Regions from separate parts of the Mus musculus genome. Here regions 2, 3 and 4 are each linked to region 1. A link is a contact called in public Hi-C and promoter capture Hi-C data. All regions are on one chromosome and are shown on one strand. The core of a region is the stretch at or near the end of the contact, and the rest is flanking DNA. Distances in the headings are between cores, read along the strand shown.

What was found. Promoter capture Hi-C pulls out the DNA fragments that hold promoters and counts their contacts. A called contact is a pair of places that touch in the nucleus more often than the background predicts. Capture Hi-C pulls out chosen DNA fragments and counts their contacts.
Region 2: a contact with region 1 is called in a promoter capture Hi-C map of adipose tissue, with 2.7 times the contacts expected there. The contact joins the promoter of Mrpl52 here to the promoter of Khnyn in region 1. A contact is called at or near these places in 1 of 39 promoter capture datasets (pre-B cells) and 1 of 9 other capture datasets (adipose tissue).
Region 3: a contact with region 1 is called in a promoter capture Hi-C map of cranial neural crest. The contact joins the promoter of Cebpe here to the promoter of Khnyn in region 1. A contact is called at or near these places in 2 of 39 promoter capture datasets (cranial neural crest and liver).
Region 4: a contact with region 1 is called in a Hi-C map of muscle stem cells, with 2.8 times the contacts expected there. The contact joins the promoter of Zmym2 here to the promoter of Khnyn in region 1. A contact is called at or near these places in 1 of 39 promoter capture datasets (cranial neural crest), 2 of 484 Hi-C or Micro-C datasets (B cells and muscle stem cells) and 1 of 115 datasets of contacts at active chromatin or transcription factors (extraembryonic endoderm stem cells).

The regions. Positions count from the first base shown.
Region 1 is chr14:55,881,597-55,887,063 of GRCm38.p6, reverse strand. It overlaps Khnyn (KH and NYN domain containing), which reads right to left and starts at 2,122. Exons shown (of 8, transcript NM_027143.3): 1 at 1,922-2,122; 2 at 1,073-1,290; 3 at 1-572. The coding sequence starts at 1,273. It overlaps Cbln3 (cerebellin 3 precursor protein), which reads left to right and starts at 2,808. Exons shown (of 3, transcript NM_019820.3): 1 at 2,808-3,152; 2 at 3,478-3,597; 3 at 3,887-5,467. The coding sequence starts at 2,877. The coding sequence ends at 4,084.
Region 2 is chr14:54,424,459-54,429,925 of GRCm38.p6, reverse strand. Mrpl52 (mitochondrial ribosomal protein L52) reads right to left here and starts at 3,017. Exons shown (of 5, transcript NM_026851.2): 1 at 2,966-3,017; 2 at 2,835-2,892; 3 at 2,688-2,755; 4 at 1,278-1,342; 5 at 176-344. The coding sequence starts at 2,993. The coding sequence ends at 198.
Region 3 is chr14:54,709,795-54,715,261 of GRCm38.p6, reverse strand. It overlaps Cebpe (CCAAT/enhancer binding protein (C/EBP), epsilon), which reads left to right and starts at 3,088. Exons shown (of 2, transcript NM_207131.1): 1 at 3,088-3,813; 2 at 4,388-4,899. The coding sequence starts at 3,304. The coding sequence ends at 4,723.
Region 4 is chr14:56,884,287-56,889,753 of GRCm38.p6, reverse strand. It overlaps Zmym2 (zinc finger, MYM-type 2), which reads right to left and starts at 3,151. Exons shown (of 25, transcript NM_029498.4): 1 at 3,056-3,151; 2 at 1,897-1,959.

The sequences.
Region 1 (5,467 bases), core at 873-3,372:
TGTTTCCTTTCCTCCTTCTCCACAGTATGACTTTGTCCTCTTACTGCTGGCGACTTTCCCGACCCTGCCACTCTGGTGCCTACGAATTCCCTGCCTTCATTCAAGGGAGCCCTGACTCCCTGGAACTGAGGACTCAACAGGCCTGAGCTCCCCACCTCACGAGATGGACCCTGCCCTCTAGATGCCTCCTGCACCAGGCTTAGGAGCTCCTCCTGCACGGCCAGGGGCAGCCGCAGCAGGGCCTCTGTGTAGGCATCCTCCCTAGTCTGCAGCAGGGCAGAGAAGTCTCTCAGCACTCCGCCATTGTCAGGGGCTCCGGGACAAGACTGTAGCTGAAGGTCCCAGCTCAGCCGTTGCACTAACTCCTCCACCCGGCTCTGGGCCATCACAAACGCCTCGGTTAGGCCACTGATCATCAGAGAGCCAGGAAGCAGAGGCACCAGGTGGGCAGATGTGCTCCAGGCCAGGCAGTCAAGGAAGAAACCGTGGGCTCCCAGAAAGATGCAGTGCAGTCTGGGTGGGTAGTGGATCTCACTCTGTAGTTCTGGGCTGCAGAGCCCCTTCAGGTATTCCTAGATAGGGAGGTCAGAGAGGAAACTTCTAGAAGCCATCCCTTTCAGATTCACTGCTCTCCCTGAGCTTCAAGCTATTACATCATCTAAGTAGATACTGTTTCTATTCACACTGTAGACCTATGGAAATGTAAGAACAGACCAGAGGGCTGTCAAGTGATGGAGCCTATTGGCCTTGGGTGCAAAGGGGGGAAAAAGTGGCCGGCCCCCTCTCAACCCCAGGGAATTCCCTGGCAAGGCCCACCTGTACAGAGGGGATTACCTTACTATCTCCAAGAGCATGAAGTGATTTGGTTCTAAAGCCTGAAGAACCTAGGCAGCACAGCAGAAGTGAAACCAAAATTCTAAATAAAAAGGTTTGCTGAGTTCCTCAAAGCTCAAGAGAGAGGCAGCCAATAAGATTGCCAAGAGGCATTTCCCAGTCCCTCCTCCGACTCGGCCTCGGGAGGGGCAGCGTCCTAAAAGGCTTTGTAGCAGCCCTAAAAGGAAGAGGACTTCACCTTGGCTCTGCAGACGTTCTCCTTGGGGCCCTCAAGCTGCAACCAGATATGAGGATTCTCTGGGCAGTCTTTGGAGAGGACGCTCATTCCCACGTTGAAGATACGCTCCAAGCGAGTCTGCTGCTCCCGAACCTTGTCCTCGGCCTCCGCAGACACCGCAAAGCGGTCGGGAGTCGGGGAGGCAAACCCCCAAGTAGACATGGCTTCTACCTGGAGTCCTGGAAGGGCAGAGGCAATCTCAAAGTCTCTGTCTCCCTTCAACCCAAATCCTAATCACATGGCATACATCCAACAATCAACAGGTCGCACCTAGTGACAGAACTGGTAAACAACCCCAGGAGATAGCAAGTCCACCTCGCGGGTGGAGAATATAGAAAATCATCTATACACAGGCCTCTCCCTGAGAGTAAGCCCTTCTTAAACAGGGCTAGCTGGGGTGGGCGACTGGCCAGAGAAAACTGATGACCACCGCCCTGAGAAGGGACGAGTTGAGAGGGCCTCCAGCTCATTTTGAGGGTCACAAGAAGTGGGTGGTTTGAGGAAAGAGTCCCAGAGCTGAGAGGTCTCGGATTTTTTGAGTAGAGGAGGGCCTCTTGGGAAATGAATACGCGCCAGAGGCTCTAACAGTGTAGTCCTGGGGTGGGGGTTTCCCCTATCCGCCTTATTCCTTCACTAACCACTCCCACCTCCCCGCCCCCGCCCCCCCTCCTCGTTTGTCCACTGTCAAGCATCCCACCCGGGGCCCAGGGGCATAGCCCGCCCTCCCACAGCCTGCGGCGGCCGCCCCCAGCCCGACCACCCTCCCGCCACGGCCTTCAGCTCCCGATCGCCCGGAAGGGGGACGCCTACCGCCAAAGCCGCGAGTTCCGCCCGCTCCTCTAGGTGCCCGCGGCGGGGGAGGAGGGGCCCGCGTTTCTCCCGCGCCCCAGGGGCCTGGGGCTGGGAGCCCGAATCTGGGAGGGCCTTCTCGGATCCTTCACCCAACCTAGACTTCTCTCGTCAACAACGCGTTGTGGCTTTGGAGTCACTTTCCGGCCCGGGGCGGAGCCAGCTCGGCTCCTCCCCCGCTAGGGCCGCACTGGCCAGGGCTCGGGGCAGGGCTGCGCTCCTCCTCCCCGGCTCGGCCTGCTGTCCTGCTGCCGAGCGACCCGCCCTCCACATCCCCTGCGGGGCCTACCGGGTCACAGACACTCACCCCACCCCCAACGCCTCCTGCCAACTCTCACGTTCGCCTCCAGTTCCTGGGGTCCTTGGGAGTTCTGCAGTTGATGGTTCCAAGAGAAGTGACTGGTCCAGAGTCACAAGAGAATCCTGCCCTTGACACAAGCACTTTCACCAAGTAGATAGAGTTGGGGGAGTAGGGGGGGAAGGGGGGGGAGATGAGGACACACACCTTGCCACAATAAGGAAAACCCCATGGAGAAAGACTGAAAAGGAGAAGATGAGAAAGGAATTGAAGAAATTTTGTTTCGTGTGTGTGTGTGTGTGTGTGTGTGTGTGTGTACACACCCTTGTGTGGCTAGAGCCCTCATATCCTCTCTCCATTCCTCTTCTCCCTCCCAGGGCCCAACTGCTGTCACTCCATGCTCTGCCAAGGAGGAGGGATCCGCAGAGACAGCAGTAGTAAGGCCAGGCAGAGCTGTGGGACACAAAAAGATACAGGGAGGGGAGTGCCCGGGCTAGGTGCCAGACTCACAGAGGACAGCAGAGCAGGGCAGGAGTACTGAAGCCTTGAAGCAGAGGGGGGAGAGCCAAGGGGACAGAAGACAGGAAAATCTGTGAGTTACAGAGGCACCTAGCAAGGATGGGGACGGAATGGCACAAACCCAAGCTGTCCTTGGCCCTGGTGCTTCTGACCCTGGAGGCTGGGTGGGCTCAAGAAGGGTCAGAGCCTGTCCTACTGGAGGGGGAGTGCCTGGTGGTCTGTGAGCCAGGCCGACCTACTGCAGGAGGACCTGGGGGTGCAGCCCTGGGAGAGGCACCCCCAGGACGAGTGGCGTTTGCTGCAGTCCGAAGCCATCACCATGAACCAGCAGGAGAAACCGGCAACGGTACCAGTGGTGCCATCTACTTCGACCAGGTAATCCCTCTGCCTCTGTCCGGAAGACATGCAAGGACCTGGACTCTACTGTCCAAGCCCCTTTGCATCCCTCGGACTCCAAGGAAACCATTACCTGCATCTCTTGCACCACCTTCCTCTAAGATGGCCACTGACCGTTGGTTGGCCTTCTTTCATTCATACACACAGCACCGTAGCCCTTCCTCATAGTTTTTGACTCTACACATTCCTGTCACACCCGTTTGCCACCCCTTCTCTCCTCACCCACTGCACAAATGCCAACCCAGTGATGCTCCTGAGCTCCCGGCACCCAGAATCCCTCTCAACACAATCTGCTTCCCCACAGGTACTGGTCAATGAGGGCGAGGGCTTTGATCGGACCTCGGGCTGCTTCGTGGCCCCTGTCCGTGGAGTCTACAGCTTCCGATTCCACGTGGTCAAGGTGTACAACCGCCAAACTGTCCAGGTGACCTAAGTGCCAGTCCACCTCCGGGGGGAAGGGAGGGTCATAGTGGACCGCAGCACATCCCTGGATAGCCCTTCTGTTGGACCTGTATCCCAGGGACCAGGAGCAAGGGAGGAAAGGCTAGCAGGGTATGGCAGATGTACAGAACCCAACACTGGCCACCCCTCAGTGCTCACTGGAGAGCCCACTGACCCTCAAGTTCCCAAAAGAAAACTCTTGGGAGGATGGGGGGCGGGGTGTCCTGAGCTAAGGACTAGGACATAGATGCTAACTGGGCTCCCCTCCCCAGGTGAGTCTGATGCTGAACACATGGCCGGTCATCTCAGCCTTTGCAAATGACCCTGATGTGACCCGAGAGGCAGCCACAAGCTCTGTGCTGCTTCCCCTGGACCCGGGGGACCGTGTGTCCCTGCGCCTGCGTCGGGGGAATCTTCTGGGTGGCTGGAAGTATTCGAGCTTCTCAGGCTTCCTCATCTTCCCACTCTGAGGACCCAAGCCTTTAAACGGAGATGTCTAGCATCTTTCTGCCCTTCCCTGCCCCAGAAACAAAGTATCTTTGGAGCAAGAGAAAGGCCCCCTCCAGGCTGCCTACGGCCCACCTCCTTGCATGAGATCATAGTTAAACACCCAAGGCTAGGAGCAGAGCAGAGCTACGGAACCTCTAGACAAAACGCCTCACTCAGGTCGCCCTCCCAGTCTCCTGCTGCCCCTCCTGCCCCTCCGCAGCTCCAGTTTAAGGCAGGGTTTGCTAAGAGGGAAGCTTGCACTTCTTCACAGACTCCACTCCTCCTGTTCTCCACCCCAGCTTCCTGCTCAGCGCTATTTGGTGACAGGTGGCGCAGGTAAGCTTGACAGGCTCCCACAGGGGCCCAGATGGACCAGCCTCATAGTACCTGCGGGCTCCATCCTGTGAGGAATGCCAGCAATGAGAGCTCTCGGCCAGCACCCTGTGAACAGGGCTGACAGCTCAACCACAAAAAAGCAGTGTGGGGAAGGCCACAGAGCATCCGTAGCTGGAGAGACAGGATGGGGCCATGTGCCTACCCTGAACATGTAAACATTCTGCAGGTAAACTGGGACAGTCAGAAGGCAGGAATCCTGCCGTCCATCTGTGCCAGGTCCCAATGGACTCTGGCCCTCATTGCCTGACCAGAGGCTTGGGTGTGTGTGTGTGTGTGTTTGCTCTGGCTAATAGGGGAAACTAGAGCAGGTATACAGACCTGGAGGCAGAGTCAAAGGTCACGAATGAGTCATCAGTAACCACATGTCCTCTCCCTCAGCCACCTCCTAGAACTGCCCCACCTTGGAAATCTGAATTTCAGTCACTCCCTACTCTTGATCGACATGTAGTTCCTCCAGCTGTCTCCCAGCTAATTTCCCTGTAGTCTGCTCCCCCCCCCAAACGCATCGTTCTTCCTCTACTTCTACTACTGTCTTACTCTTCTTTTAAGGTCTCCTGTTACCTGGGAGTCCATGACTCATCTCCCCCAACTAGTATCCCACCAACATCAGAAACTCTTTTTACCCAGTTGTCCCAATGGTCCAGCATGAACGGACCTACCTAGAACAACTGGGGAGCTGCGGCTGTTAAAACAGTGACTTGTCCTGTTCGTGAGGGTGTGAAACAGGGACTGCAGGACTACAGCATGCTGAAGAGAAATAAATTCAAAGCTGGGCATAGCAGTCAACGTTTTTAAAGTGCTATAATATAAAGTACTCGTGCTAAATAAATACCAGGGCAAGTTTGTGGTTTTTTGTTTTGGTTTGGTTTTTGGTTTTTTGAGACAGGGTTTCTCTGTATAGCCCTGGCTGTCCTGGAACTCACTTTGTAGACCAAGCTGGCCTCGAACTCAGAAATCCGCCTGCCTCT
Region 2 (5,467 bases), core at 1,768-4,267, 1.5 Mb after region 1:
GGGCAAAATGATCCCAGAGCAAGATCTGGCTGAACTGGAATGGGGAGGACTAAGGGCACTGGGCCAAGCCTGGCAGGCAGTGATTTTAAGGTCTTTTGCTATCAATACAAGTGGTGGGGAAAATGACTTGATAAAGCATTCAGACTATAGAAAAGAAAGCCAGAGAGAGTCTGGGAAAGTGGGGCAGGAGCTGCTTTTTATTGATTCGGAAGTGGGCTTCTCAGTAAAGTCCCTTTAGGTTTGAGATCATGTTCCTTCTTCCTTTCTTCCTGCAATTTCTGCTGCCTGAGCTTCCATGCCTGTATTCCAGCATCCATTTCCTGTGTCAGCAGTACAACTCGTCTCTGAAACAGACAGGAAGAGAGTAGGTGACATCTGGGGCTCAGGCATATGTACCACTGAGCAGGTCTCCCCCTCCCCCCCCAAAGCCAAGTGTTCAGCTGGATACTGATGCATCACGCTGACGGTGTGAAGCTGAGGAAGGTCAGCTGTTGGTTTCTGCAGAGTGCCCCGCTCCAGTCTTCCCTTCTCAGTCGTAGTAAAACATCAGCTTGGCCAGGTAGGGGGATACATCCTTTGATCCTAGTACTTGGGAGGTGAAGGCAGGCCCATCTCTTGTGAGTTTGAGGCTGGCCTGGTCTACATGCCTCATCGAAAGAAAGAAAAGGGACTGGAGAGATGGCTCAGAGGTTAAGAGCACTGATTGCTCTTCCAGAGGTCCTGAGTTCAAATCCCAGCAACCACACGGTGGCTCACAACCATCTGTAATGGGGTCTGATGCCCTCTTCTGGTGTGTGTCTGAAGACAGCTACATTGTACTCATATAAATAAAAATAAATAAATCTTTAAAAAGATAAGTTAGTTGGGTGTAAGGACTGGAGAAATGGCTGCTGCTGGTGTGCCTGCCTAGCAGGCAGGAAGCCCTGGATTTTATCCCATGCACTGCCAAACAGTAGCTCAAGTACAACACAACTTAAAACAGATTCTAATTTATGGGGCTGTAGAGATGGCTCTCTGCTCTTGCAAGGGACAAGGGTTCAACTCCCAGTAGCCACCCCAGAGCTCACAACCATCTGTAATTCCAGTTCCAGAGGATCTGACACCCTCCTCTGACCACTACAGGTACCACGAACACATATGATGAACATACATTGATACAGGCAAAACACATGTATATAAAGTAAAAATCAATCTTAAAGAAAATGAAGATAAATGATGATTTAAATTTTCCTCCTCCAGTCATAAACACAGCCTTTGGCAGAGTCCCAGCTACTCACTGCAAGCTTCTCCCTTTGAGCTTTTCTTCGAAGTTGGCCTTTCATTGGGGGTGCAGGGCGGCCATCTACAGACAAAAGTAAACAAAAGGCATAGTGTTAAATGTGGTCTGGGGATCCTGTCCAAACACTGGTGTGATAGGGATTGGAGAAGAGTAAGCCCCTAGCTCCACTTTTCCAGGTCACCCTGACTATGGTTGGTTGGGTGGATGCTGGCGTGCGTGAGGCTGTAGGTTCAGGGCCCAGTTCTGCTCATCAAAAACAATACTGAGGAGGATCCCAGTTCACAACCACAACTAAAACTCACCTAGCCTCAGAGGTGAGGTCCAACAGAATCACGAAATGACTTCATAGGCACGCTCTTCCTATCATTTAACCCTGTCATTAGCATGGACCTAGGGCCGTCTGCCAAGCTGAACTCACTTTTCTCTTCAGAAACCCTTCACTCAATGTGTCTCTTTGCTAAACTTCATCTCATTGTATAATGAAATATAGGGTTTTTTTTCTCCCTCACTCTTGATTTTTGAGGCAAGGTTTCACTATGTAGCCAAGGCTATCCCCTAGCTCTCAGTGCTTCTGCCTCGTGAGTGCCGATTGCAGGCATGCGTCACTACTCTCTTTTAATTTTGCTTTTTTTAAAGTTTTATTTTTATGTGCTTGGGTGTTGTGTTTGTATGTATGTCTGTGCACCATGTGGGTGCCTGGTAAAGGTGGAAGTGAAAAGATGACATTGGATCCCCTGGAACTGGAGTTACAAGCAATTGTGAGTCACCCTGTGGGTGTTGGGAATCGAACCCATGTCCTCCGGAAGAACAGGCACCGCATTTTAAAGGCATCCTTCAGTCCATAAGTTTTTTTTTTTTTTTTTTTTTTAAAGAGAAAAAGACTTCTCTGTACTGAGTCTGCCATTTCAGACTTGTAGGGATCTTCGGTGTTCTTTTCAGCAGCTTTTCAAAGAATTCCTTGTACATTTGCAAACGAATTGTCAAAATACACTCACCACACATGTGAGAGTTTTATCCTTCTGAGAGGATAAAAGTCATACATACTTCCAAGCCCAGAACAGCCCACGTTAGTATTTCCTTATACCTTCAGGATACGATCCTGACAGCTAACTTTCCTTAGCCAATTACTATTTCTTGATTGATACACAGGGTCTCATTCTGTAGTTCAGGATAATCAAGGATTCCTTACATAGCACTAACCTCACAGCAATCCCTCTGCCTCAGCTCTCCAAACCTAAAACCTCAGGGGTGAACTAACACCCGGCTACACAGTCAGGCAAAGGTAGAGCTGCAGTCCTCCAACTCAAGTAAAAGGTTCACTATTTTCCCAGACACGCCCCCAACCCTTACCCCGGTGGTCTCGGAGGAAAAAAAACAAAAACAAAAAACCCTTGACATCAAGGCTCACCCGCGAAGGACCAGTCAGGGAGCTCCGTGAGGGGCCCATAGCCGGAAGGGTTGGCAGCCAGCCCTTGCCTGGGTGGGGGAGACAGTGTGGGTGAGGACGCGGCGGGATACTAGGTCCCGCCGCGCCCCCGCCCGGCACGGCACTCACTGGAGTCGCCACTGGCCACCGGCCCGCGCCACTACGCTGCAGTGCAATCTCCGGACACCTAATGGAAGAGCAGGGAGTTAGAGGGCTGGTCGCCCCGCGGCTCCCGTGTCCCCAACCCCACAATCACTCACTGGACAGCCAGGTCCCTAAGGCAGCCATGCCGGAGCAAGGGAACCGGAAGTGGGCGTGGCCCCGGCAGCCACGCGGGACGCTGCCGGGAAAACCGGAAGCCGACATCTTGAATGTGGTTTTCAATCGCCGGTCCCACCATCTTGCGTTATCGTACGGAAGTGGGAGTCAGCTGTGGGCTGAGTGTTCTGAACAGGAGGAACTGCCCCGCGCGTGCATCTTGCACCCTCCGAGGTGGTTGAGATACCTGTGACCGAATCCTTCGCAGCTGTTTCCAAGTCCTTTCCCGGACGTTCTCCAGACTTGGGAAATTTAGGGTAACTCAGAAGTGTCGCATCCAACGAACCTCATTGTGCAGCCTTCTGCTTCATTTTAACGTTTGTTTTCTGATATGATCAAGTGTAGAACGAGTTGGAAAAATTTGGTTCTCATCCAACGGAGTCGAAGAAGTGGTGAATGGGTTAGGAGATTATAGGGGTAGCTAAAAAACAGTCCAGATAAGGCATTTGAGTCTAGGAAGACAAATGATCACAGACATGACTAATAGTGCAGCCCAGTGGTGGGAAGGGAAGTATATGTCATTTGCAAGACTATGTATGGAAGCACGGATCTGAGGACACTGTTAAACATTTTTTTGAGGAAGTTGTACTGGTGCCAGTTATTATTTTTTTTTTTTTTTAAACAAGGTCTCACCATGTAACTATGGTACTCAGTATGTAGCCTAGGTTGGCATCGAACTCATTGAGATACATCTGCCTCTGCTCCCGAATGCAGGGATGTAAGGTGACTCTGATTCTAATTTTAAACCACACATTCTCATGAGTTAGGTATACTTTTTGAGTGGATTAAACCTGGAAACTGAAGTGCTCCCAAACCAAACCTGTTGAATCCAAACATGATGCTACGATGGAGAATTACACACCCGAAGTCATGACGGAATTTTTGTCAAAAAAAATCAGGTGCACTAAGGGCTGGCGATGATGCTGTGGTGGAATACTTGTCTAGCATGCTTAGACTGTGGATTCATCCTTAGCATACTCAAAAATAACATTCAGCATGAAAGAATTTTATGCTTAGAATTCAGGTCCATCCCCAACAAACATATATTCAAATGTTCCCAAATCAGGCATTTCTGTATTAAGGGCCCAAGAGTTGGACAGATTCCCTGGTAGGCAGACAGATAAAAGACCATGACTAGATAATGATGAATTTCCACGATGTCTGGTTTCTTCCTCTCCTCCTAGCCTGAGACAAAAGCCTGGCAGCATAAAACAAAGAATCTTGTGGGCTTTCTCTCCCTCCCAGTAGATCTGCTGATAGACTGACTCCAGGAATTCAAGGCTGGATTGGTACATGTTCCAAGACAGTTGTGGGCCAATCAGCCATCCTTTTTCTCTTTAAATTTACCAACCCTAAATTAGGGGAGGAAAACTTCAGAGACTTAAAAACTCCAGCCTTGGAAAAGGACTAGATTTTCAGTCTTCTGAGTCCCCCTTCTTGGCTTTGCAAAGGCACTTTTCTCTGTGTGTGATGCATGTATATGTTGCTTCACCCTTCAATAAAGCCTTTCTTCAGTTGCTGATTCTGTCTGAGCTGTTTGCGATGTTGGAGATTTCTCCACTGCTACCTGTCACATCTGAGGATTTCCTGCCTATTAATTCTTTAGCTGACAGTAGAAACAAGACCGATCAAGGCCCGTGATGCTAACAATACCAAGCATTTCAAATAAAGGATATTCAACCTATAAGCTAGAGCTTCCTTTCTCCCCAGCACCTCTTTTGAGATAGGCATCTTGCTAAGTAGCTCTGGATGACCCAGTGCCTGCTAGGTAGCCCTGGCTGCCCTCAATGCTCCTGCATCAATCAGCCTTTTGAATACTGGGATTACCAGTTAGTACCACCATGCCTGGCTTGCTTTATTCTCTTTGGTATTTATTTTTGCCTTTGAGGAACTCCTTTTTCCTTCCTTTCCCTTTTTTATTTCCTCCATCTTTCCTCCCTAGCCTTTCCTTTCCCATTATGAGACAGGGTCTTGCTCTGTAACCCAGACTGGTCTAGAAACTCTTGAGTTCTTAGTTCTCTGTTACAGGATATTTGATTATTATACATTAGAAAACCTAATTGCTAACGAAATACAGAAGCTGTCAGATGCAGTTGGGTGTGTCCTGAAGGGAAGCAGTTAGGGTGTGCCTCTAAAAGTTTCAAATAGATAAGATACTAAAGAATAGGAAGTTTCACCTATTTTAAGGCAAATTTCTTTCTTTCTCTCTCTTTCTTTCTTTCTTTCTTTCTTTCTTTCTTTCTTTCTTTCTTTCTTTCTTTCTTTCTTTCTTTCTTTCTTTCTTTCTTTCTTTTTTTTTGGTTTTTCGAGACAGGGTTTCTCTGTGTAGTCCTGGCTGTCCTGGAACTCACTTTGTAGACCAGGCTGGCCTCGAACTCAGAAATCCGCCTGCCTCTGCCTCCCGAGTGGTGGGATTAAAGGCTTGTGCCATCACGCCCAGCCTA
Region 3 (5,467 bases), core at 1,839-4,338, 1.2 Mb after region 1:
CTACAGGGAATCCTGAGGCAGTCCAGGATAGCACCCTGTCACAAGCCACTGAGATAATATACACCCATTGTTTTAGTTAATGCAAACAGGTAGCCACTGCAGTCGCAACAGGAAACTGGTCCCGCTGGGCTAGGGAAGGCTTCCCTTCCTGAGTAAGAACCTCCCATTCTTTAGGTGGCTTTGCCTTCCCACCTTGCTTCCTCCTTTCCCAACCCCTTCTCCTGCTTCCCTATCTACACCCTATCTTCTTACGCCTCAGTTACTAGGTAACGTTAATGTCAGCCTGCAGGCAGCGCCAGTCCCCGCCGGTCCAGACACCTGCATCGCTTATTTCACTGGGACACAGCTGCAGACCTTCTCATTTCCTGCTGGCTTTATCTCTGCACCTCCCGCGGGGAAGAGAGCGCTACCCTGTAACTCTCCCCTTACCCAAGGCAGCCAGATAGGCGGAAGGAGAATCCCTGAGTCATACAGCAACACCTACTGCAACCCTCTGTCCCCCCCCCCCCGAACAAGCCAGCAGCCCTTTCACAAATTAATAAGACATCCATCCCCTGGCGCAGCTGTACAGCTCAGCCTCTCCTCCTTATTTTCCGTGTCGATAAAATTAGGATAAAAATACCGCTTTACCTCCCCTCCTTAGCTCACAACAAAATGGTCAGCATGAAAAAGTGCGTGTTTCATCGATTGAAAAAAGCTTTACTTTATCAGATGACACAACTATCTGATTCCATTATCGTTATTCCACAGTCAAAGAGGGGACATAATTTCTCTTTGAAACAGGCGCTGCACCAATTCTCCTAGCCTTCCCACACTACCGGCAACCTGACTGAAAAGCCCCAATCTTGTCTATGCTTCTTTTTCCTGCTTCCCAGAACAGAGCGGTCAAGACTGGTTGTCAGGGTTGAGAAAGAATGCCCCCTATGTCCACCTGATTCAAAACCATCGCGGACTCGAAAGTATAGAATTTGGGAACCAATATTGCCACCTAGTGGCTAATAGCGTCAGGTCACCAAACTGAAATCTCCCAGCCTTGGTACCTATTTGACAAGGGACCTGTAGAGCAAAGAGCACAAATCGCCCCAGTATTTCCGGTGCTTTGCGTCGATGATACGATGATACGGCTGGCTCTCCCCCTGCCTGGCCAGGGCTTTGGAGGGAAGCATATTTTGGACATACTTCAGGCTGTGCTCAGAGCACGTGAGGTGGACTGTGGAGTTAGAGGGGATGGGATGGAGGACTCATCAAGGGTACTTTCTCTAACTTGTGGACAAGTCACATTTACAGTTTTATTTTAGTGTTCAATGACATACATATCCTATCAAAGTTTACCTCCACTGTAACCCCTCACAGTTACCCGATCCTTGGAATACCCAGCTTAGAAACTGTTCTATTCTTAGGGCTGGAGAAAGAGTTCAAGGGTTCAGAGCACTCACTGCTCTTCCAGAGGACCTGAGTTTGACTCCAGGCATTCACACTGGGTGCCTCACAACTGCCTGTAATTCCAGCTCCAGGAGATCTGATGTCTCTGGCTTCCATGGGTACCTGGAAGTGTGCACACACATACACAAACACACACACACCACACACACACACACCACACACACCACACACACACACACACCACACACACCACACAAACACACACACACCACACCACACACACACATACCACACAACACAACACACACACACACAACACACACACACACTCACATACTTTAGAATAATGAAAATAAATTCATTTTAAAAATTCTGTCCCTCCCCCTAGAACATCTGTTTGCAATAAAAGAGCCAGGAAGGTATGGTAGCACAGCTATCAACTCAGCTCCGTGGAGAATGAAGCAGGAAGATGAGAGTTCAAGGCCAGGCTAGGCTAAAAGGGAGGCTCAACCTAAAAAAAAACAAACAACTGAAAAGTGACACACTTCTCATGTCTCTGTGTTCTTTTCTTGTCAGTAAATCCAGAACCGTGTCTGAAGCAGGGCCACAACCAAACTGGAGAGAGCAGGAAGTTCCGAACAAAACAGAAAAATGAACTTTGGGGGTTAGTAGAAGATCAAGAAGGGCGGGCAGGCAGCTACCAGCTTCTCCTTCGGACCCCGAAACAGCCCCAGGAAGAGGTGAGGACAAGAGAGAAGACTTCTCAAGCCTACAAGAGGAAGTGGACCCGAGAGACACGCACAGGTCAGAAAACAAGGGCCTGCATGCAGCTCAGGGCACAGGAAATAGGAGGCAGAGCCTCAGGCCAGCGCGGGTGGGGTCAGCCAGAACAGCTTTTAGGGTGGAGCAACTGGGACCTCCAGCAGATCCTTTCTGTTGGTTCTGAGGCTGCAGCTTGCCTGGGCCTGAGGTACAGGACCCATGTCTTGACCAGAAACCTCAGCTATGTCCTGGCAGCCCCGGACTGTGCCAGGCTGCTAGCCATAGCCAGATCTGGAGACATGCACACAAGCCCTGTGCAAAGACCTAACCGAAGAACCTTAATAGGGGCCCTCTGGAGGCAAAGGCAGGCAGAACTCTGTGAGTTCAAGGCCAGCCTGAGCTACATCGTGAGACCCTGTCTCAAAACTAGCAAATGGGCATACCCTGTACTAGGGCCAGGGGTAGCTTGGTCCTAGAATCTACTACTACTTCCCAAACCCTTCAAACAATGATGGTCTACACAGAGAAAAATGTCTTGGGAGGTGGGGCTACAGAAGGAACTGACTTACCCCGGGGTAGGTGGAGTTCAGGACTTGGGGGTGGGGGCGGGGAGGGGGGGGGACGGGACAGGGAGGAAGATGCATCAAGGGAGGAGTTTAGACCAAGTTGGCACTGGGGGAATGCTTTGTCTATTGGCTCTGGCTTGACACCTCACTCTGCACAGGTCTCTTTGGAAATCGGAGGAAGACAGATATTCAGAGAAGCTACTCTGGGCAAGGGATTAGAATCCCTTGAACTCGCAGGGCAAAAAGGGCCATTTTCTCAAACAGCAACTTCTGGACTGTGGCTGGGGCCTTCGCAAAGAGCGCCCTAACTGCTAAGCACCCCTCCCTCCGGGGTGTGCCCTGCCCCTCCCTTAGTCACCCCAAGGAGAGAGAGGAAAAGGGAAGAAAGGAAGAGGTACTGACTACAGAAGGAAAGGGAAGCAGAGGAGGAGAGAAGCCACGTAGGAGTTGGTGACGGAGAAGACCAGAGAGGGCAAACCTAGGGCAAATCTAGGACCGGGGGAGATCCAAGAAAGGGCAGGCTGAGCATCCCAACGGGCGGGCGCCCCCAGCACAGGACCCAGGGGCGGGGAGCCAAGGGGGCGGGCCGGCCATGTCCCACGGGACCTACTATGAGTGCGAGCCTCGGGGTGGCCAGCAGCCACTTGAGTTCTCAGGGGGTCGAGCTGGGCCCGGGGAGCTGGGGGACATGTGTGAGCATGAGGCCTCCATCGACCTCTCCGCCTACATCGAGTCTGGGGAAGAACAGCTACTTTCTGACCTCTTTGCCATGAAGCCAACGCCTGAAGCCCGAAGCCTTAAGGGCCCAGGAGCCCCCTCGTTTCCTCACTACCTGCCGGCTGACCCTCGGCCATTCGCCTATCCCTCACACACATTTGGCCCAGATAGGAAGGCTTTGGGGCCTGGCATCTACAGCAACCCAGGGAGCTACGACCCCAGGGCTGTGGCGGTGAAGGAGGAGCCTCGTGGGCCAGAGGGCAACCGAGGCACCAGTCGAGGCAGCTACAATCCCCTGCAGTACCAAGTGGCACACTGCGGGCAGACAGCCGTGCACCTCCCCCCGACCCTGGCAGCACCTGGCCAGCCCTTGCGTGTCCTCAAGGTAAGACCAAGGTAGCTCTCCCCGCTTCTTCCCCCCAGGGTGGAGCAAGGTGGGTGGTTGAGGGAATTCTGACTACTGGGCTTCCCTAACAAGTCTATGTTTGGTGCTCCTCTGTGAACATGCCCTACCCCAAGGTCCTGTTTCCCAACTCTGTGAATTTATTTCTTAGAACTCGGCTGTGTCCTGAAGACACTTGTAATAGCTGCTCTGCCCTGATCTCAGGCAGGACCAGGTTTCCTGCTGTGCACTATACCTCTTGCTTCTCTGCTGCCTGCTTTTGGATGAGGAAACATGGCTGACTAGAATTTTAGAACGGGAGACTTATTACAGACAAACCAAAGGGAAGGGAATAATGAGAGCATGATAGAAAGCTTTGGTCTCAGACCAAGGACCATATGTATCTGGGTTACGGTCCTTCACAGAGACAGGGAGATGGATGCCTGGGAGATCGGAGCTCTCTGGGAGTCCTGTATCCCTTTGAGGCCTCACATATGCTCTCCCTGCTGGGTTTCCTGCTTAGCCTTCACTCTGCCTCCTGGTGGACCCTCACCTCTCTGTCCCCCTTACCCTCCAGGCCCCTGTGGCAGCTGCTGCCCCTCCCTGCAGTCCCCTTCTCAAGGCACCCTCCCCTGCTGGCCCCTCACACAAGGGCAAGAAGGCAGTGAACAAAGATAGCCTGGAGTACCGACTGCGACGTGAACGTAACAACATCGCGGTGCGCAAGAGCCGGGACAAGGCCAAGAGGCGCATTATGGAGACTCAGCAGAAGGTCCTGGAGTACATGGCTGAAAACGAGCGTCTGCGCAACCGCGTAGACCAGCTCACTCAGGAGCTAGACACTCTGCGCAACCTCTTCCGCCAGATCCCTGAGGCTGCTAGCCTCATCAAGGGTGTCGGGGGCTGCAGCTGAGCCTGCCTGGCAGACTGTGGGCACCAGACCCTAAGGGCCCCGCCCACCCTTCTAGGTCCCCAGAGTCCTGAACAGGCCAAGCCTGAGACAGAGATCGTGGACAATGGCAGCCAGTAATTGGGAAGGTCGGGACCAAATGATTCTGTGGCTGAATAAACTGCACTGTTACTTGATGCTGAAGCTGTTCACTGGGTCTTGGGCCTGGGCCTGGTGGGAGGGGATACCCATGGAGGACCCCAAGGGCAGGGAATACATGTGGCTAGTCCACATAGTCTTGACTCCATGTCCAAATGAATGCCTAGAAATACTAACATGCCGCCCACGGCTGGCTCTGTCCATCACACCCTCCAGCCTAGCCTCAGCCTGTCCCTCTGCTTCTCTGTCACTTCACCTCCATGTCCACCCCACCTACCCACTTGGTCCTTTGTACATCGAGTGTGTGCTTGCTACCACCACAGTGCATGCCAGTGTCTGGAGCAGCCTCTGCATTCTGCCCTGAGAGAATCCTGGGGCTCTGATGACCCCAGTGCCACACAACTCCAGTGCCAGCCCCACTGGCCTAGGGCCTGCTCTCTGACTTTAGGCCTCAGAGCTCATTTCCCAGGTGACCAAGAGAAAGCTTTCTGATGACTCTGCCATATTTGTGGTCCCTTGGCTCTTGATCCAGCATTCTGCCTCTTGTCTTGTTCTACATCCTCACTCCCATCTTTATCCTTCATCCCCGCAGGCCACTGGAGAAGGTAA
Region 4 (5,467 bases), core at 1,902-4,401, 1.0 Mb before region 1:
TGTCACCCAGGCTATGCTGGAACTCACTCTACAGACCAGGCTGGCCTCAAACTCACAGATTCTTCTGCCTCCTGAGTGCTGGGATTAAAGGTGGGCACCACCACCATCTAGCATTTTCTATTTTTTTTTTTAAAAGAACTGAACAGGATTCAAGCACTTTTTATGTTTCCACTTCCAAGCAAGAAAAGGTTATTCTGACTCAGTTTAAGTTTGAGATCTCCGACATGAGAATCCAGTCCAGTCCAGCTGCTGATGGTGGGCTCTGTCGCCACACTGCTTTGTGTTCAGAACCTGCTTCACTGGGTCCTTCCCAGGATCCTTCTACGCCTACTCCCTCCTCTGCAAATTCAGAGTAAAGACAGTGTTCAGAAGGGGAAAATATTATTAGCTATACTACCAAGTTCTCCTGTGGATTAAATTACTTAATACAAGTTTAAAACGTTTAACAATGGGTTGGAGAGATGGCTCAGCAGTTATAAAGTACAGTTTCCAGTACCCACATAGTGGCTCACAACAGCCAATACCTTTTTCTGACATCCTTGGCCACAAAGTACATGTATGTCACACATACATTCAAACAGGTAAAACAATCATACACATTAAAAATAAATCCAAGCCGGGCGTGGTGGCGCACGCCTTTAATCCCAGCACTCCAGAGGCAGAGGCAGGCAGATTTCTGAGTTTGAGGCCAGCCTGGTCTACAGAGTGAGTTCCAAGACAGCCAGGGCTACACAGAGAAACCCTGTCCCAAAAAACCAAAATAAATAAATCCAAAGTAACCATAAGCATCTATACTTATAACACACCTTTAAAAGTATACAAGTAACAACAGGAGCTGTACTGGGCTCAAGAGTAATATTTGGGGCTAGAACTGTAGCATAGTTGGTGAGGTGCTTGCTAGCGTGCAGGAAGCTGGGTTTGATTCCCAGCACCACATAAATATAACAAGAGGACACAAGTCATAGCACTTGGGAAGTTGAGACTGAGGGATCACAAGTTCAAAGTCATTCTAGGCTACGCAACAAAAGTTCAAGGTCAACCTGGGATACATTAGATGCCATCTCAAAATAAGTGATAGGGCCTGCAAGATGGCTGAATGGATAGAGGGGCCTGCTACATGAGCCTAACAACCTGGCTTGGATTCACTGAACCAATTAGACAGTGAAGGGTAGAACCAACTCCAAAAGTTGTCCTGACCTACACACTGGTGCTCTGGCATGTGCACCAACACAAACACACCATGCACTCACACACTATAAAAATTTTTAGAAATCCATAAAAAGCGTGACATAATAGAGAACTGGTCAACACCAGAGATGAAAGACTAAGTAGAGGACTGCACAGGTCTAAGCAGCATCTACTTGGTAAGATGAAAACAACAGATGCAAAGAACATGAAAGATCTAGAAACACGTCCACCTTCATGGTCAAATTCTGTCACTCAGACCAGGCATAAAAAGTTAAGCAGCTCTCCATAGTTGTCCATTACCAGAGGTCCATTAACCATGATGACAAGAAAAATGTCAAAAATGGTTGCATGCACTTCAAACCAAATAACATTAATTCCCACTCTGTAACTCTAGAGGGCACCAGAAATATGCCCTCCTTCCCAACACCCCTCCTCCCCACCGGTAACGTGAGCAGCTGCAGAAGCCCGTCGTCTGGTTGCTGAGGTTGGTATTGCAGCAGCAGAAGCGATGTCTGCAGCGGTGCAAACAGCAGCGCCCACTCCCAGCTGCCTCACCAGGCATCACTGGAGTTTCTCCCCGACAGCAGCTGCCACCCAAGAGAAGGCTCCTCCCCTTAAGAACAACCAGGAGGGCCAAATCCTATAGCTGAACCCCTATAATCCAACCACGTCCTCTGTTAATAAGCAAATTAGAAGAAAAGGACTCACAATGGTGTTTTCCTCACTTTCTGCCAAAGATGCACCAGATAGGGTTGAACGAAATTTCTGGTCCTGGGATAAAAGAGAAAAAAAAAAAGGGGGGGGGGAGAGAAATGGATGAACACCCAATCTGGTAGGAGCACCAAGCCGATTTCACCAGGAGGAGGCAGAGAAGGGACTAAGGGGTCAAGGAGGTTTGGCCCTTCTATTATTACCCCAAAGCCCACGCAAAACAGCCTACTACTTACTACCCAAGTGGAGTGAAATATTTTATTTGGAGCCAAAGCCCATGTGTAAGCCTCAATCTGCAGGGAAAGGGACCTGAGGGCACCAAGCCTGCTATGGGGTAGGGAGGGGGAAGGGCAAACATTGCCCCGACGCCAGCAAGGGACTTGCACTCCCTCGCAAGTATTACCACCACGGTTATTCCAGTCAAACTCAGCACCAATTTACAGGTAAAAACCAGTTTATGTCAACGATGGGCTGATATTGCCCATATTTGCCCCAAGCAGTTGCCCTGGGCCCGAGGTTTGCCCCCCCTGCAGTCCGAGACCGGCAGCGCTGCCTCCCCGTCCGCCATTAGAGACCCAGCCAAACAATACGTGAGGAGCAAGAGCCGCGCAGCACAGCGCCGGGGAGGAGACCAGCGACGAAGAGGACGCCGCAAGACTCAAAAGGCACCCCTTGCCATCGAAAACTTGGGGTCTCGGTTGGACAGACAGGGTGGGAGTGCAGCCCCCAGGCGGGAGGGCCAAAGGGCCCCTCCCCGGCCCGCCCGGCCGCCCGCAGCACAGAAAGGAAAACACCCCACGACCTCCGGCCGCTGCCGCCCGCACCTCGAGGCCCCCGCGCCCCCCGCCCCCGGCGACCGCCTCACCCAGCCAGCCCTGCCGCGCCCGCGCTCCCTCACCCCTCGGGCCGCACGCGAAGCCGCCCTGGACATCAGCGCGGCCCCCAGCGCACCCTCAGGCCCCGACGCAGCAGCCGCGACACCGGCCGCCGCGGGCTGTTAAGCCCGGCTCGGTGGGAGGCTCCCGACGCTGCCCTCACCCATCTCCGCCTCCCCAGTCGCCCCCGCCTCCGCCTCCTCCTCCCGAGGCTGCGCTGCTCCCAGCCACCCCCACTCTCCGCGGCCCTCGACAGGAAAGACGGCGGGGAGAAGCCTCACCGGGTTCTGGCTGCAGCTCCGCGGAACGAACCTCCCCTCCCCCGGCCCACCCCCCTTCGGCGACACGCACAACTCCGCTCGGTCCAGTCCCGGCTTTAGCGCTGGTGAGGAGGAGGCAGAGGAGGCGGTGGCACGGCGGGGCCCGGAGAGGCCCCGCCCTCCGCACGCTCATTGGCTGATGGCGTGGGCGGCACGGAATGCCTCGGGCAGGCTCCATTGGCCCAGTCGGCCTTCTTTCAGGACCCTCCTCGGTGAGGTAGTCACGGCGGCTGTCCGTCAGACCTGGGCCACGCCCTCGGGCCTACCGGCCCCCCCCCCCCCGCGGGCTGGGCCGGCCCTCCCTCCCTCCCTCTTTCCCTCCCTCCCTCCCTCCGTGCCCCCGCCCCGCCCCCACTCGCGGGGTCCGCCCGGGTCAGGAGCCCGAGTGGCGCTGCCCGCAGTTCGGCTCGCGCTTCGGCCCTGGGGGCGGGCGGTCTTCGTCGAGGCTTCCCGTGGGCCCGGGATCGGGACACTGGGTCTCGGCCTCCAGACGGTCGCCGCGGCCCTTTGCGACTCTGCTCGAGGAGAAACGCGGCCTCGATGTCCCGGTGTCCTCCCTGTCCAGGCCCCCAAGACCCGGGCGACTGGCGAGCCCGGCAGTGCCTGCGGCGGACCGAGGGGGCGAGCCCGGCTGCGGCCGCAAGGGGACTGGTGCGCTGGCGGCCGTGCAGGCGCTTCCACCTTGCCTGGCCCGTGGGAAGGGTGTCCCACCTCCGCCATGGCTGCGGCGGGAGGAGACGTCGGCCTCCATTTTGTGGGATCTGTTGGGAGAACTTGGGGCCCATCAGAACCGAACCCGTGGGGACGAGAAACTTGGCCCGGAACGAGTCCGATCGCGCTCTACCATAGGCCTTGTCCTCGGCCGCCAAGAGTTTGCGCGCCGAGATTGCGGCGGGGCCACACGACAGTGGTGACCCCAGACTGCCGCCGGGCAAGATGGAGCCCCGGGCTCCCTTAGCGGGCTCGCGCCCCTGGGACCTGGGCTGTCTGGCCTCGGCCGTCGGTGCCTGGCCGAGCACGCGCTCTCCGGCCTGCCCAGCGCCTGTCCTCCACGTTGGCGGGGCCTCGGGCCATCGCGTGCCCTTCGCTTCAGTCCTGGCTCCGTGGGCAGTGACCCTCTCATAGGAGTCCCACCGGGCGCATTCGGAGCGGAGCCGCTGGAGGGCGGCACGAGGGTCTTTTGTTCCTCGTCTACACCCACGTCTTTGGCAGAAGACTTGGTGCTGGATTTCCAGGACTCCCTGTAACCTAAGAAATGCACCTCGCCCTGGTGGTTGTTAGCGGGATTACAACTGATGTTGGTTACTTCCTCAACCAAATGGATGGATTCAATTAGATCTCTGAATTTCCGAATTGACAATACCGCCTATTAATGAGTCATATGGCGTTACATTGTAAAGCTCTCCAAGATGATAATGAACATGAAATTTTTAATGAAGTGAATTATTGATTAAGGTCTCAGGCTAATATGTAGACTGCAGTGGATACCATTTACAAAGGACAACCTGGTAGAAACAATCATTTTCAATTTTAAAAAAAAGTGCTTTCACCCTCATTTAAATTCCATACATACATTGCTCTTCTTTACCATTTGAAGACAAAAAAACTACAATAGGGCTGGTGAGATGGCTCAGTGGGTAAGAGCACCTGACTGCTCTTCCGAAGGTCCGGAGTTCAAATCCCAGCAACCACATGGTGGCTCACAACCATCTGTAACAAGATCTGATGCCCTCTTCTGGAGTGTCTGAAGACAGCTACAGTGTACTTACATATAATAAATAAATAAATCTTTAAAAAAAAAAAACTACAATACATATGAATCAGCTTTTCAAAAAGTATTTTTCAGAAAACTTTTGTAAAAAAATTATTTTTTTCAATACACTAAAACATTCTTAAATTTCATATTTCACAATACCATTTGACTTTGACATGTTTGATGTCACTATCACAACAGGAACATCTTAATAAAATTCGCTGACAACACGGAAGTATTATATGAGAATATGACATCTAGGGCCATAGTCTCTTTTAACTTTTTTTTCCATACACTATATTCTCATCACGTTTTCCCCTCCCCCAGTTTCTCGAACCCTCCTCCTCCTCACCTTCCTACCCCGGCTTCTTGTTCCTTCAAAAGATGAAAAAAGTCAAATAGGAAATTCGTAAGACCAAGGGGAAAAAAGAAGCCAAAATGTGCCAGGCATTGGTGGCACACCCCTTTGATCTCAACACTTGGGAGCAGATACAGACAGATCTCTAAGTTCAAGGCCAGCCTGTTCTACAGAACGAGTGAGTTCCCGGACACAGAGAAACCTTATCTTGAAAAATCAAATAATACCAAAACGGAAAAAAAAAAAAAAGTCCACAAAGCAA